Linked DNA regions of Mus musculus: all the other regions are linked to region 4. The links are chromatin contacts, called in public Hi-C and promoter capture Hi-C maps. All regions are on one chromosome and are shown on one strand. The core of a region is the stretch at or near the end of the contact, and the rest is flanking DNA. Distances in the headings are between cores, read along the strand shown. Region 1 holds the start of Eef2k (eukaryotic elongation factor-2 kinase). Region 2 overlaps Mettl9 (methyltransferase like 9). Region 3 overlaps Polr3e (polymerase (RNA) III (DNA directed) polypeptide E). Region 4 holds the start of Usp31 (ubiquitin specific peptidase 31).

Region 1 (2,705 bases), core at 55-2,554, 860 kb after region 4:
GATCAGTGCAGGGTAAAAGGTTTGAAAATACTATGTTTGTGAAACAGCGTGGCATGAGCCATTCAGGAAAGTCACGCCTAACGCGCTCAGACTCTCAAAAGAACCCAGTTCTTTGGAACAAAGGAGTCGCTCCCCGCTAGCCTTCCTTTCCCAGGAACTGTTGCCGCAGCAGAGAGGGGTGAAGAGCTAGCTGTCTAAGGTCGGGGTTTGAACACGGCCTGGACCCACTCCCTCCACTGGCTTCGTCCTCCTCACAGAGCAAACAGCACCTTCCCCGGGAAGTCTTCCCAAAACTTCACTCTTAACCCCTACACTCACAATCCTTGTTTACTTACTCTACATTCCCTACCTGGCCTCTGAGGATCTGGGGTCCACTCTGGACCTCGGCTTTCTCCTCCGTAATATCTGTTCAGTGGTCCCAAGCCAGGGAGCGCCTCATCGCGGAGGACGCAGAAATACTCCCCCAAGGAGAATTCCCAAGTCAGATCTCACTCTTCCGAAACGCACGCGATCAGTCACACACAGGGCGCAGCTGGGCAGGTTTCCCGCAATCCCCTTAGCCGACACTAGCTAGTTTTGGCCCAGGGCTCACCCAGGAGGTCCCCGCCCCCGCGCCACCAACTGCATACGAATGCTCAGCCCCTTGGCGCACAAGTCTCCAACGCCTGCCAACACCCCAACTCCCTCAACCAACAATGCTGCAAGGGCGTATGCAGCTCAGACCTCGAGGTTCCGAGAACTGAGGCCCGCATAGGCCTCTAGTGTGGGGAACCCGGCGAGGGGAAATGTTACTTGGGCGTTTCAGGGGGACAGGCGGGCTCGCCGAGGCACAGAGGAGACCCGGGCGGAGGCCCGCGTGCGCTGCCTGGTGCAACCAGAACTGCGCTCACCGCTTGCCAACGTCTTTCTTTCCTTCCTTACAGACGCAAACACTGAGCCTCGGGGGAAGCTCTGCAACCAGAGAAGCGCCCCAGTGGCCTTTCGGGGGGCTGCTGCAGCGGGACGCGCGGGCTCCCCATCTTCCCGTCACCTACCTCCCACAGTGTGGCAGGCGCGACAGCTGCTGCCCACGGCCGCAAGGATCCCAAGGAGCTGGCAAAGGCTGGCGGCCGGGCGCTCCAGGGTGCAGGGAGGGAGGAGAATCCCCGGTACAAAGCGCAGGCGACAGAGAGCCAGGCCCGCAGCCGCAGTGGGGCGCCTGAAGACGTCGGAGCGCTGGAGCCGAGCACGGGCTGGAGTTGGGGCTGCTGCCGCTGGGGTTGGAGCTGGAGGCTGGAGGCTGGGACCAGGGCTGGGGCGGGACTGACGCACGGGGCGCACGCCCGGGCTCACGTGGCCGTCCCCGGGTGGCCATCACCTCCATGCAGCCGCCGTGTTGTCTTCTGGCTCCCCCGCCTGTTGAACGCTTCCTAGACACCTGGGTCTAACGTTAGATTTCATGCTGTGTGTCTGGTGGCGCATACCCTTAACCCCAGCACTTGGAAGACAGACTGCGGGCGGATTTCTGAGTTCAAGGCCAGCCTGGTCGTCTACACAGTGAGTTCCAGGGCTGCACTGAGAAAACCTGTCTCAAAAAAAAAAAAAAAAAGGGAAATCTTAAGGATTTCATGACATAATTTTGAAGAAATTTAACACTTTCAAGAGAGGGAGGGGTAACGAAGGAGCAGGAGGGGGCAAAACAACAAAAATTGTGTTAAAAACTCATAAAGAATCCAAATTCATGGTAAGCACATATGTATTTAATATTTACATATAAATTTATAAATATAAGTATAGAAAATTATACACGTATATGTAAATATTTAATATATAACCTATATATTTTTGTTTAAATTTAATATTTGTATATAAACATATATTCGGTTTAAATTTATACAGTTCGGCCTACCTGACAATTCCAACTATTTCTATAATTTTTAATTAATAACTTTATCAGGGCCGGGCGGTGGTGGCAAATCCCAGCACTCAGGAGGCAGACACAGAAGGATCTTTGTGAGTTCAAGGCCAGCCTGGTCTACAGAGGGAGTTCCAGTACAGCCAGAGCTGTTACACAGAGAAACTTTGTCTTAACAAAAACAAAAAAGAAAAATCTTTGTCAAGCCTTCCTGGACTCTCTGGAGGGAAAAATCACAGTATTCCTAACTCTGAGCCTAGGGCCTGGCACATAGTGCTTAATGGGTGGGAACTTGGGCATGGTGGTAGACCTCTGCAGTCCCCAGAAAAGCAAGGCCAGCCTGGGCTACATGGTGAAGCCCTTTCTCAAAACTCAAATCTGGTGCAGTGCATGGAAGGAAGGTAGCCCTTGGAAGATGTAAAGACTGAAAACCAGTGGAGGCAGGCATGTGTACTTTGAGGTCATATCTCACCGTATACTTTAGAGTAAAAATCTAAACAGTTGCACATTTTGAGCTATTTGTCCATCCAGCTGCAGTCAGCTATATAAGGTATGCAGGCACGACTAGCTGTATTGTACAGATCATAGGACTGAGACTTATAAAGAATGTATCTTGCCCAGGGACACAGTTAGGAAAGGGTGTGATCTATTTCATTTAATAAAGCAACTGTTAATAGACTTACTGACAGGAGAAACACCATAATATCTATTCTGCCACAGGCTTGTCTGGCCTGGGCTTTCAGATTAAAGACCTGAAGACCTGAACCACCTTGAAGTTGTACCAGCAAAAACACCAGAAACATCCTCTACA
Region 2 (2,760 bases), core at 239-2,738, 650 kb after region 4:
TACATAAATCAATTTTTAAAACTTAGGGGCCAGCAATATGGCTCAGAAGGTAAAGGTGCTTTGGCCAAGCTTGAAGACCTCAATTCCTGGGACCCACACGGTGAAGGGAAACACCAGGTCCCACAAGCTGTCCTCCCAACACATACAAACAAACACACTTAAAAAAATTTAAAGGGCTGAGGATATACTTCAGTAAAGAGCACTGTGTAACACATATGCGACTATGAGTCTAATCCCTAGCACTGCAAAAAAAAAGGTAATGTTAACACTCAAGAACTCAAGACACTTTCACTTAGAATGTCACAGATTCAATCCAGTGCTGCACTGAGTGGAGATGGGAGAAGACCAGGAGTGCCAGCGTGGCACCGCCAGTCAGACGAGGGTGTCTTCTGTGTGATCATCTCAGAGATGCTCAGCACTCAGATATAAAATTCAATACTAAACTCTTAAGAAAATGGAATTTGCAAAAAGAGTATCAACCAAGCAGCAATCTAAAGCAGTAACAATCCTATTTAACAGCTCACTCCCTGCATCCACTCCAAGAAACAATCAGGTGCCATGAGTCAGTCGAGAAAGGCATCTAAGGTACTTACTCCTAATGGCGTCTACCTGCATACAGGTAGAGAAACATTCGAAGCATGTTTAAGGTGACCTAAAATCACAAAGGGTCTAAGAGTAAGAGAAGATTTTTCATTACATACCCTTTTGCAAGCAGCCCAAACAATTTTTACCATGAGTGACTTTTGCATAAAATTATGATTTTAACAAATTAATCATGATTAAAGTTTCAACTGTACAACATAATTCTCCTTAATTACAACCTGTTCTCTAACTAGGTCTCACCTGGTAACCAACCCTTAAGGAAGCCTAGGTGAGGGAACCAAGTAAACAGATCAAAAAGAAACATATCAGTCTGCTTTTTCTAAGTTAGCCTAAACAACAAAATTAGAGTTACATGCATGACACTGATTGCCCCCCCCAAAAAAAACCCCAATAAGAGTAATCACTTCACCTATAATTGCTTTTTGTTAAATAATTAACTAGGCCAAGCAGGCTAAGCGCACTGTGTGCCTTCAAGTGTCCAGTCCTCAGTTTCCATGGAGATCATCAGGACCTCATCAGGCTAAGCCTGGAAGACAGGAGCAGTAACAGCACCAACAGTGCTGCAGACGATCTGAAGACGTTACAGGGCAGTAAAGGGCATCCCTAGCAACAAGGCTTTGTCCCATTTGTCCCGTGCCACAAGCAGACTCCTCACAGTCCACAGGCAACCCTGACACCCACAACCAAGGAGCTTGTTCTCAGTCCTAACTGAAGGCTGTTTAGCTTCACTTCCTTTCCATTTTTCTTGCCAGAAACACAAGGAAATGAAATTTGTGGTTAGATTGATGTTTTGTTTTTCTGCTTTTCCTCCTCCTGTTTTACCAGGAAGCAGTAGCATTAAAGTTCTATCATGTGGTTGCCCAACAAGACACAGGAAGCCAGAACCTTACAATTCAATGACTAGTAAGTACAATGCAGAGATGGAGCCAGGCTTAATCACAGAGATTGGCACTGTGGCAAGGTGCGACCAGAAGACACTTATTGAGTCTTTTCACTGTGTAACACACACACGATACACAAATGATAAATTGCACTCACACTTAGAGCAGTGTGAAAAGCCATTCAACAACAGGAATGGACTGCAAGAGGAAGAAGTTCGAGGACATGTTTATTCCATCCATTTTCTCCCTCCCCTCCCACGTCTACAGATTTCCACCCACCTGTAACCCACTTCTTGAGAGGCAGAAGCACAAGGATCCGGAGTTGAAGCCACCCTGAGTTACATAGCAAGATCAGATTACATGAGGCCCTGCCTCAAACAAAATAAAACAAAAAATCAGGGAACATGGCTCAGTGATGGGGAGACGACTCCATGGCCAAGCATGAGACTGGCCTTCAGATCCCTGGCGCCCACACAGGAGATGGGTGAGGCCGCATGGAACTGTAATATCAGTGGGAGGAAACAGGCAGCGATCTGACCCTTCAGACATAAAGCAGCAAGCTCCAGGTTCAGTGAGACCCTGTCTCAAAAAGTAAAGAGGGACAGACAAGGAATGTCAACCTCTGCCTGCACTTTCCCCCGCCCCTTCTCCCCCCCCTCACTCATACAGGGGGAGGGGCAAGACAGAGAATATTTCCTATTTTCCATACTAACAACAAAAACTCTTCGATTTGGCAAATGTACAGGCAAGCATTAAGTACAGAGGGAGGCATGGTGACCTAACCACTGTAAATCTCAGCATATGGGAAGCTGAAACAGGAGGGTCATGAGTTTCAAACCAGCTAAAGCTGCAGGAACCTGTCTCCAAAATGAGCAAGCAAGCAAACAAACAAGAAATAATGAGAAAATAAAAGAAAGGAAAGAAGGAAGGAAGGACTATGACCATGGGTGAACAGCAAGGTCAAGAACAGAATTCAGAAGCATATGTGCACACAGCAACATAAATCCACAATGTTCCACAATCACAAAAAAAAGGAATGTTATTCCTTAAAATATGGGTTTCCATGGTATTTAGTGGCTCTAACACTTGCAAAATAGTAAGGAATTCCTTTAAAATGTTTGCAAGTACTTGAGAGCTGAGCAAATGTCCAATCTGGGCATTAAAACTAGAAAACTAGGAGCTGCAGATACAACTTGATTGGTAGACTATTTTATTTGCCAAACATCAGGAAGCTGTGGGCTCGATCTCTACCACCACATAAATCCTAGCACAGGGG
Region 3 (2,700 bases), core at 173-2,672, 780 kb after region 4:
CATCCAGGGTACATCAAAAACCCTAACCAAATGCCACCCCTACTGTACCTACAGCTTAGGGGGCTAAACCTCTAACTGGAACAGGAGCTCTCTGCTTCCCACTCTTTATGACACCTGCTAAGTGAGATATGGCAAGATGCAAACTGCTCACACACGTGATGCTCTCTAGGGTATAGCAAAGTGGCCATAGACAGGGTGAGCTAGAAGTGAGATAAGCGGCTCTTGGGCATCAGGGCTCTTCCCCCAGATCCTGCGCTGTCTCACCCTCATGCCATAGTAGTGCAGGTGGACCCAGGGTTCTTCTGCATGCTTCTTCTGCAAGAACTCATAGGACTGCACGCGGCGCTGGCGAGCCTGCTCGGACTCTGGCCTGGAGAACCGTACCTGTGAAGAAGGGAGAGGTCACACCCCCACATCTGTGGCCCCCAAAGATCTTACCAAACCATTGAACCCCCTCCCACTTTGCTTTTGGAATTCAGCCTCTGGGATACTAATGCAAACTGGTATTTTCTTGCTTCTGTCTGCCCTGGCCAAGGCTTTCCAGCTGGGCCACATGGGTGCCAACACATATCTTTTCAGATGAAGGCATTTACCCACGAAGGTACAGGAGGTTTTAACGGCTAGCCAACCCACTGCTGAGAACAGGACAACCTCTGAAGCCTGAGCTCTGTTACATCACTTCAGGAGAGGACGGTCTACCAGGGTGTGCAAACTCTATAGGCATTTCTGTGCCAGCTGTGACATTACTGCGCAGCATTTTCTTTCAATGGTTATTGCAAACTACATATACATAAATAGGAGGGACTTCATGCATCCTGAGTGGAAGACTAATATTCTATCTAAATCTTCCAAAGTCAAACTTGTTGGTAAGGTAACCACTATTTAAATATGCAGAATCACAAAGGTAATTAACATGAGATTTTTTTGAGCCTCTGTGACTTCACTGGGGATCCTGGGCTGTACCTTCCTGTTTCCAGGCAATTCTGGCCACACCCCAGGATCCCAGCAACTATACAGAACCAGGCTATCCCAGTTTCAACAGATGGGCGGGGGTAGTTATTTCCTCCAGGCAGCAGACTGGGGAGCAGGGAGGGGGTCAACAATACTGTGCATCTGTTACTCCCACAGATGGGGAAGTCCTTTCTGCTAGCTCGGACCCTGCTTTTTCCATACATGCTGCTCCCTCCTGCCCAGGGCCAGAGCTCACCGTGATCTGCTTAACGTCTTCTTCTGCCTCGTCCTGAGAAGAATCCCCTGCTGCAAAGCAAGCTGTCAGTACAGTCTCTACTGGGACTGCTCATTCTGCCCCAACATAACCCTCCCTCAAGAGCGCCAAGCAAGGGGCCCTGCTCTCAACTGGAGCAGTTTAATCCTCAGGTGATGTCTGGCCATCTGTGGGGACATTTTTTGGTTGTCCCAGATGTGGTATTTAGTAGGCAAGGGCCTGGCATGTCAGTAAGAATCCCACCACCTGATCTCTGTCAAGTGCTCACGTGAGCTCATTCAGACCACAGGCTGTCAGCAGGCTCACCCTCATTGGCTGCCTCCCTCTCTCGGTGCTTGGCATCTGCCTTATCAAGGTAGGAGAAGCTGGGCCGAAGCTGTAGGATGCCATGTAAAGGTGTCAGGTGGAGCTCACCTGGCAAAAGAAGAAGGGTTTGAACATGCCGCTACAACCCAAAGCCGACATACCCAACTTGCTCAAAGGAAACACCAAGTCCCCCAGAAGGCCTACACTCACTGTTACAACACCAAGCCAACTCCAATTCCAATTTAGCCTCTTCAGGAGACCAGGTCAGGAGCTGTTTCCAACTAGACACACTAAGCACGCCCAGAGCAGGAGCCTGATTCTGCTCAAGGCTACTTCCTGAGATTTGCCTCTCTACACTCTCTGCCATGTCATGTCTCCAACCTCATGCCTACTGCTCCCTCTATCCACAATGCACAACTCACCCACTCTTCCCTCTGGGCTCTGCTATAGTGCTGTTGCCAGACCCTACCAGAGTCCATTAGAGGACAGCATAGCCTTTAACTAATATGTCTCTGGCTGCAAGGATTATAGCTTCCTGGGCTGGAGAGATGGATCAGCAGTTAAGAGCACTTACTGCTCTTCAAGAGGACCCACATCTGATTCCTAGCACAAATACGGCCCCTCACAAGCACTCCTAACTCCAATTCTGGACTCTGCAGGCACCAGGCACGCAAGCAATGTACATACACACGTGCAGACAAAGCAGTCAGACATAATAAATCTAACAACAGATGAGCAGGCAGTGGTGGCACACACTTTTAGTCCCAGTACTTGGGAGGCAGAGGCAGGTGGATCTCTGAGTTTGAGGCCACTCTAGTCTACAGAGTGAATTCCAAGACAGCCAGGACTACAGAGAAACCCCTATCTCAAAAAAAAAAAGAAAAAGAAAAAAAAGGGGGCGGGGGGCAGGAGGGTGGGTAGTGTTGCAGCATTGAGCTGTAGTTCAGAACAAGACAGTAGCTATGGACGACAACAGGATTCTTGAGACAGGATCTCCCTACATGGCCTTAGAAGTCCTGGACGTACCGTGTAATATACCAGACGCCCTGCCTCTGCCCCCGAGTGCTGGGGTTAAAGGTGAGCACTAGTGATACACTTCGGAATGTCTCCTCTCTTCTCAGAGCCTGTCATTCGTTGCTTTGCAAAGCCCAAGTGCTGAATGTAGTACC
Region 4 (2,700 bases), core at 82-2,581:
GTAGGGTGGCCTTTCTATCTTTAAAATGTTATGGGCTTTCTTTCCCATTATCTGTTTTTTGCAGTAACCAGGGCTCAGGCTCATCTCTTAGCAAAGAGAACATACAAAGAGAAGGTCAGAAACCAGTGGATTTTGAGTAGTAGGCAGCCTTAATGCACGCTGTTCTCCCATGCAGTTTTTTTTCCTTTAAAAAAAATTGAACCAACATTTAAAAATAGAATTTCCACCTTTTCTCTAAAAATCAGCTGATCTGGCAACACTAAGCCCTCATTCTCACATGGGAACAACTGACTGGAGGTGAGCGAAAGCCATCTCTTTAGAAGAATGTTAATTAGCAGGTTGCCGCTGTCCACAACATTTCTTGTATTCCCAAGATATGTGAAGTATGACCTGATCAGCAGATGACCGACCCCTCACCAGGATTCTTTGTTCATTGCTATGACCTATCTAGCCTCTGCGATAGTAGTGCATCTGTGACCCTTGGTTTAAAGGTTAAGTCTTTGAGCCAAACTTGGGTTTAAATGAGATGTCAAAGGCACTGAACTGAAAACCAAGGAAGGTATTCCATGATTGGCATAGTGTGTGGAATACAGAGGTAATCATGAATGAATACCTACTGAGAGTGTACACTATAGGAAGGCAAGCAGAAACTCAGTTAGTTTCAGTCTTGTCGTATCCTTAGAGTTTAGTACAGTATTTGGCAAACAGCAAGTGTTCAGTTGCTATATTTACTGAATGAATGGATGGATGAATGAATGATTGAATGAATGAATGAGCAAATGCTCAGTTTATTGAGTGATTAAAGGGAGAGCTCAGAGGATTTAAAGGCTGTATTTTACAAAACTTTTCAGCAAGGCAATTCTAATAATATTACTTTGCTGAGACCTCAAGGTACATCCTGAAAGAAAAGCCCACCAGAATGTGCCAGCTCCGTGACCACGTTCGGGTGGGTACGCGGCAGTCCCTCGGGAGCCAGGCTGAGTTAACCCGCCTGGGACAAGACAAAGCTGTATCTATCAGCTCCTCTGCCACCTGGTACGTGGCAGCTTGATTTCAGTACTTTCTCTAGATCTTTTCTATTTGACAAGCAAAGACAGAGACCCACCCCTAAAATCCACCATCCAGCGCCTGCCCTAACGTTTAGGACCGTGCCCATACTAAACATGGCCAGTCTTGAGCTTCAACACGCAGAACCACGCCCTAAGCCGAGGGAGTCCTTGAATCAGGGTTCAGGGAGAGAGCTGTTCCCACAGTCAATATGGCGGCCTCGCAGCTTCAGTGCGGGGCGGGGCTGCGATGCCAGCGAGTCACGTGAGCTGCCCACTTGGGCGGCCGCGCGACGCACGCGCGCCCCTCGGTCGCCGCTCTCTTGCTCGCTCTCTCCGCGGCGCTCTGAGGTGGTGTAGGGCGTGAAGCCCCCCGGGCCGGGTGAGGCGCAGGCGGCGGGATGCGGCGGCGGCCGTGGCGGAGTCGCGGTCCGGGCGGACTGGCGCGGTGATGAGCGTCGGCAACCGCCGCCATGTCCAAGGTAACGGCGCCCGGGCCCGGGCCGCCGGTGGCGGCGGGCGGGAAGGAGAAGCGCTCGTTCAGCAAGCGGCTGTTCCGGAGTGGCCGCGCGGGGGGCGGCGGCGGCGCTGGCGGCCCCGGGCCGGCCGCGCCCTCGTCGCCGTCGTCGGCGCGCTCGGTGGGCAGTTTCATGAGCCGCGTCCTCAAGACGCTGTCCACGCTCTCGCACCTCAGCTCCGAGGGCGCCGCCCCGGACCGCGGCGGCCTCCGCAGCTGCTTCCCGCCCGGGCCGGCCTCCGCGCCCACGCCGCCGCCGTGCCCGCCGCCGCCCGCCTCGCCCGCGCCTCCCGCCTGCGCCTCGGAGCCGGTGCCCGGCGTGGCGGGGCTCCGCAACCACGGCAACACGTGCTTCATGAACGCCACGCTGCAGTGCCTCAGTAACACCGAGCTCTTCGCCGAGTACCTGGCTCTGGGCCAGTACCGGGCGGGCCGACCGGAGCCAGAGCCGGAGTCGGAGCAGCCGGCGGGCCGCGGGCCGCACGGCCAGGGCGAGGTCACCGAGCAGCTGGCGCATCTGGTGCGGGCGCTCTGGACGCTGGAGTACACCCCGCAACACAGCCGCGACTTCAAGGTGAGCCCGGGGCGGGGGGCCTTGGAGCTCGGGCGCTTCTTGGGCTCCTCCTCTTCGGGCCGGGAGGATTTCTGCGCTGGATGCTCAGAGAGTTCTGGAAGATAACCCAGATGACAAAGGAACGCATTCCTCCCACCATTCATCCAGCCAGCTTGGCTTCCGAGCGCCAGAACATGGGCGCCAGGTCCTGTGATCCGCCTTGGGGATGGATGTTGCCAGGACCAAGACCCTGCCTTCATGGAACTTCAATCTTTGGAGCGGGTATTGGTGGGAGAGTATCTATCCATCTGGGTTCGAATCCGGCTTCTGCTTCTTAAGTAGTAAACCACTGAGCCTCTTTATGCTCCCGTTTACCTGGTACTTACGTTTAGCAAGTTGACAGGTTACGTTGGACAGCGAGATTACCCAGTTTGGGCACTTCTAGCGGGTTCAGTGTGATACATAAAGTGCTTTAGCTATGTTAGTACCGTTCATGCTTAGTGCTTTTTTTTTTTTCTTTCTATTCTTAAGTACAATGAACCAGGTGTTATCAGATAGTACTTTGAAGAAGGCAGAACTTGATG

What was found. Promoter capture Hi-C pulls out the DNA fragments that hold promoters and counts their contacts. Hi-C and Micro-C count contacts between places; a contact is called where the count stands out from the background.
Region 1: a Hi-C map of CD8 T cells shows a contact between it and region 4, with 2.8 times the contacts expected there. The contact joins the promoter of Eef2k here to the promoter of Usp31 in region 4. A contact is called at or near these places in 6 of 39 promoter capture datasets (the 3T3-L1 cell line, embryonic stem cells, hippocampal neurons and 3 more), 8 of 484 Hi-C or Micro-C datasets (B cells, CD8 T cells, erythroblasts and 4 more), 4 of 115 datasets of contacts at active chromatin or transcription factors (astrocytes, embryonic forebrain, embryonic hindbrain and 1 more) and 2 of 9 other capture datasets (adipose tissue and liver).
Region 2: a promoter capture Hi-C map of liver shows a contact between it and region 4, with 2.2 times the contacts expected there. The contact joins the enhancer-like site here to the promoter of Usp31 in region 4. A contact is called at or near these places in 1 of 39 promoter capture datasets (liver), 1 of 484 Hi-C or Micro-C datasets (pancreatic cancer cells) and 3 of 115 datasets of contacts at active chromatin or transcription factors (the 230-238 cell line, astrocytes and stem cell-derived neural progenitor cells).
Region 3: a promoter capture Hi-C map of embryonic stem cells shows a contact between it and region 4, with 4 times the contacts expected there. The contact joins the enhancer-like site here to the promoter of Usp31 in region 4. A contact is called at or near these places in 3 of 39 promoter capture datasets (embryonic stem cells, hippocampal neurons and pre-B cells), 1 of 15 datasets of contacts at CTCF or cohesin (pro-B cells), 1 of 484 Hi-C or Micro-C datasets (cortical neurons), 1 of 115 datasets of contacts at active chromatin or transcription factors (embryonic hindbrain) and 1 of 9 other capture datasets (liver).

Annotation. Positions count from the first base shown.
Region 1 is chr7:120,841,430-120,844,134 of GRCm38.p6, reverse strand. Eef2k (eukaryotic elongation factor-2 kinase) reads right to left here and starts at 1,304. Exons shown (of 18, transcript NM_007908.4): 1 at 1,035-1,304. It overlaps Gm36449 (a long non-coding RNA gene), which reads left to right and starts at 624. Exons shown (of 2, transcript XR_378468.3): 1 at 624-1,536; 2 at 2,615-2,705.
Region 2 is chr7:121,058,384-121,061,143 of GRCm38.p6, reverse strand. All of the region lies in intron 4 of Mettl9 (methyltransferase like 9), which reads right to left. Among named protein-coding and RNA genes, the nearest start is that of Igsf6, 15 kb to the left of the region's middle. Within about 2 kb of position 1,488, at least 49 of the 459 cell types and tissues checked have an H3K27ac peak or open chromatin away from gene starts, as enhancers often do. A contact at or near this core is called in the 230-238 cell line and liver, where this site is marked.
Region 3 is chr7:120,929,818-120,932,517 of GRCm38.p6, reverse strand. It overlaps Polr3e (polymerase (RNA) III (DNA directed) polypeptide E), which reads right to left. Exons shown (of 21, transcript NM_025298.4): 7 at 1,532-1,639; 8 at 1,208-1,257; 9 at 265-384. Among named protein-coding and RNA genes, the nearest start is that of Polr3e, 13 kb to the right of the region's middle. Within about 2 kb of position 1,422, at least 5 of the 459 cell types and tissues checked have an H3K27ac peak or open chromatin away from gene starts, as enhancers often do. A contact at or near this core is called in embryonic stem cells, where this site is marked.
Region 4 is chr7:121,706,073-121,708,772 of GRCm38.p6, reverse strand. Usp31 (ubiquitin specific peptidase 31) reads left to right here and starts at 1,331. Exons shown (of 16, transcript NM_001033173.2): 1 at 1,331-2,137. The coding sequence starts at 1,520.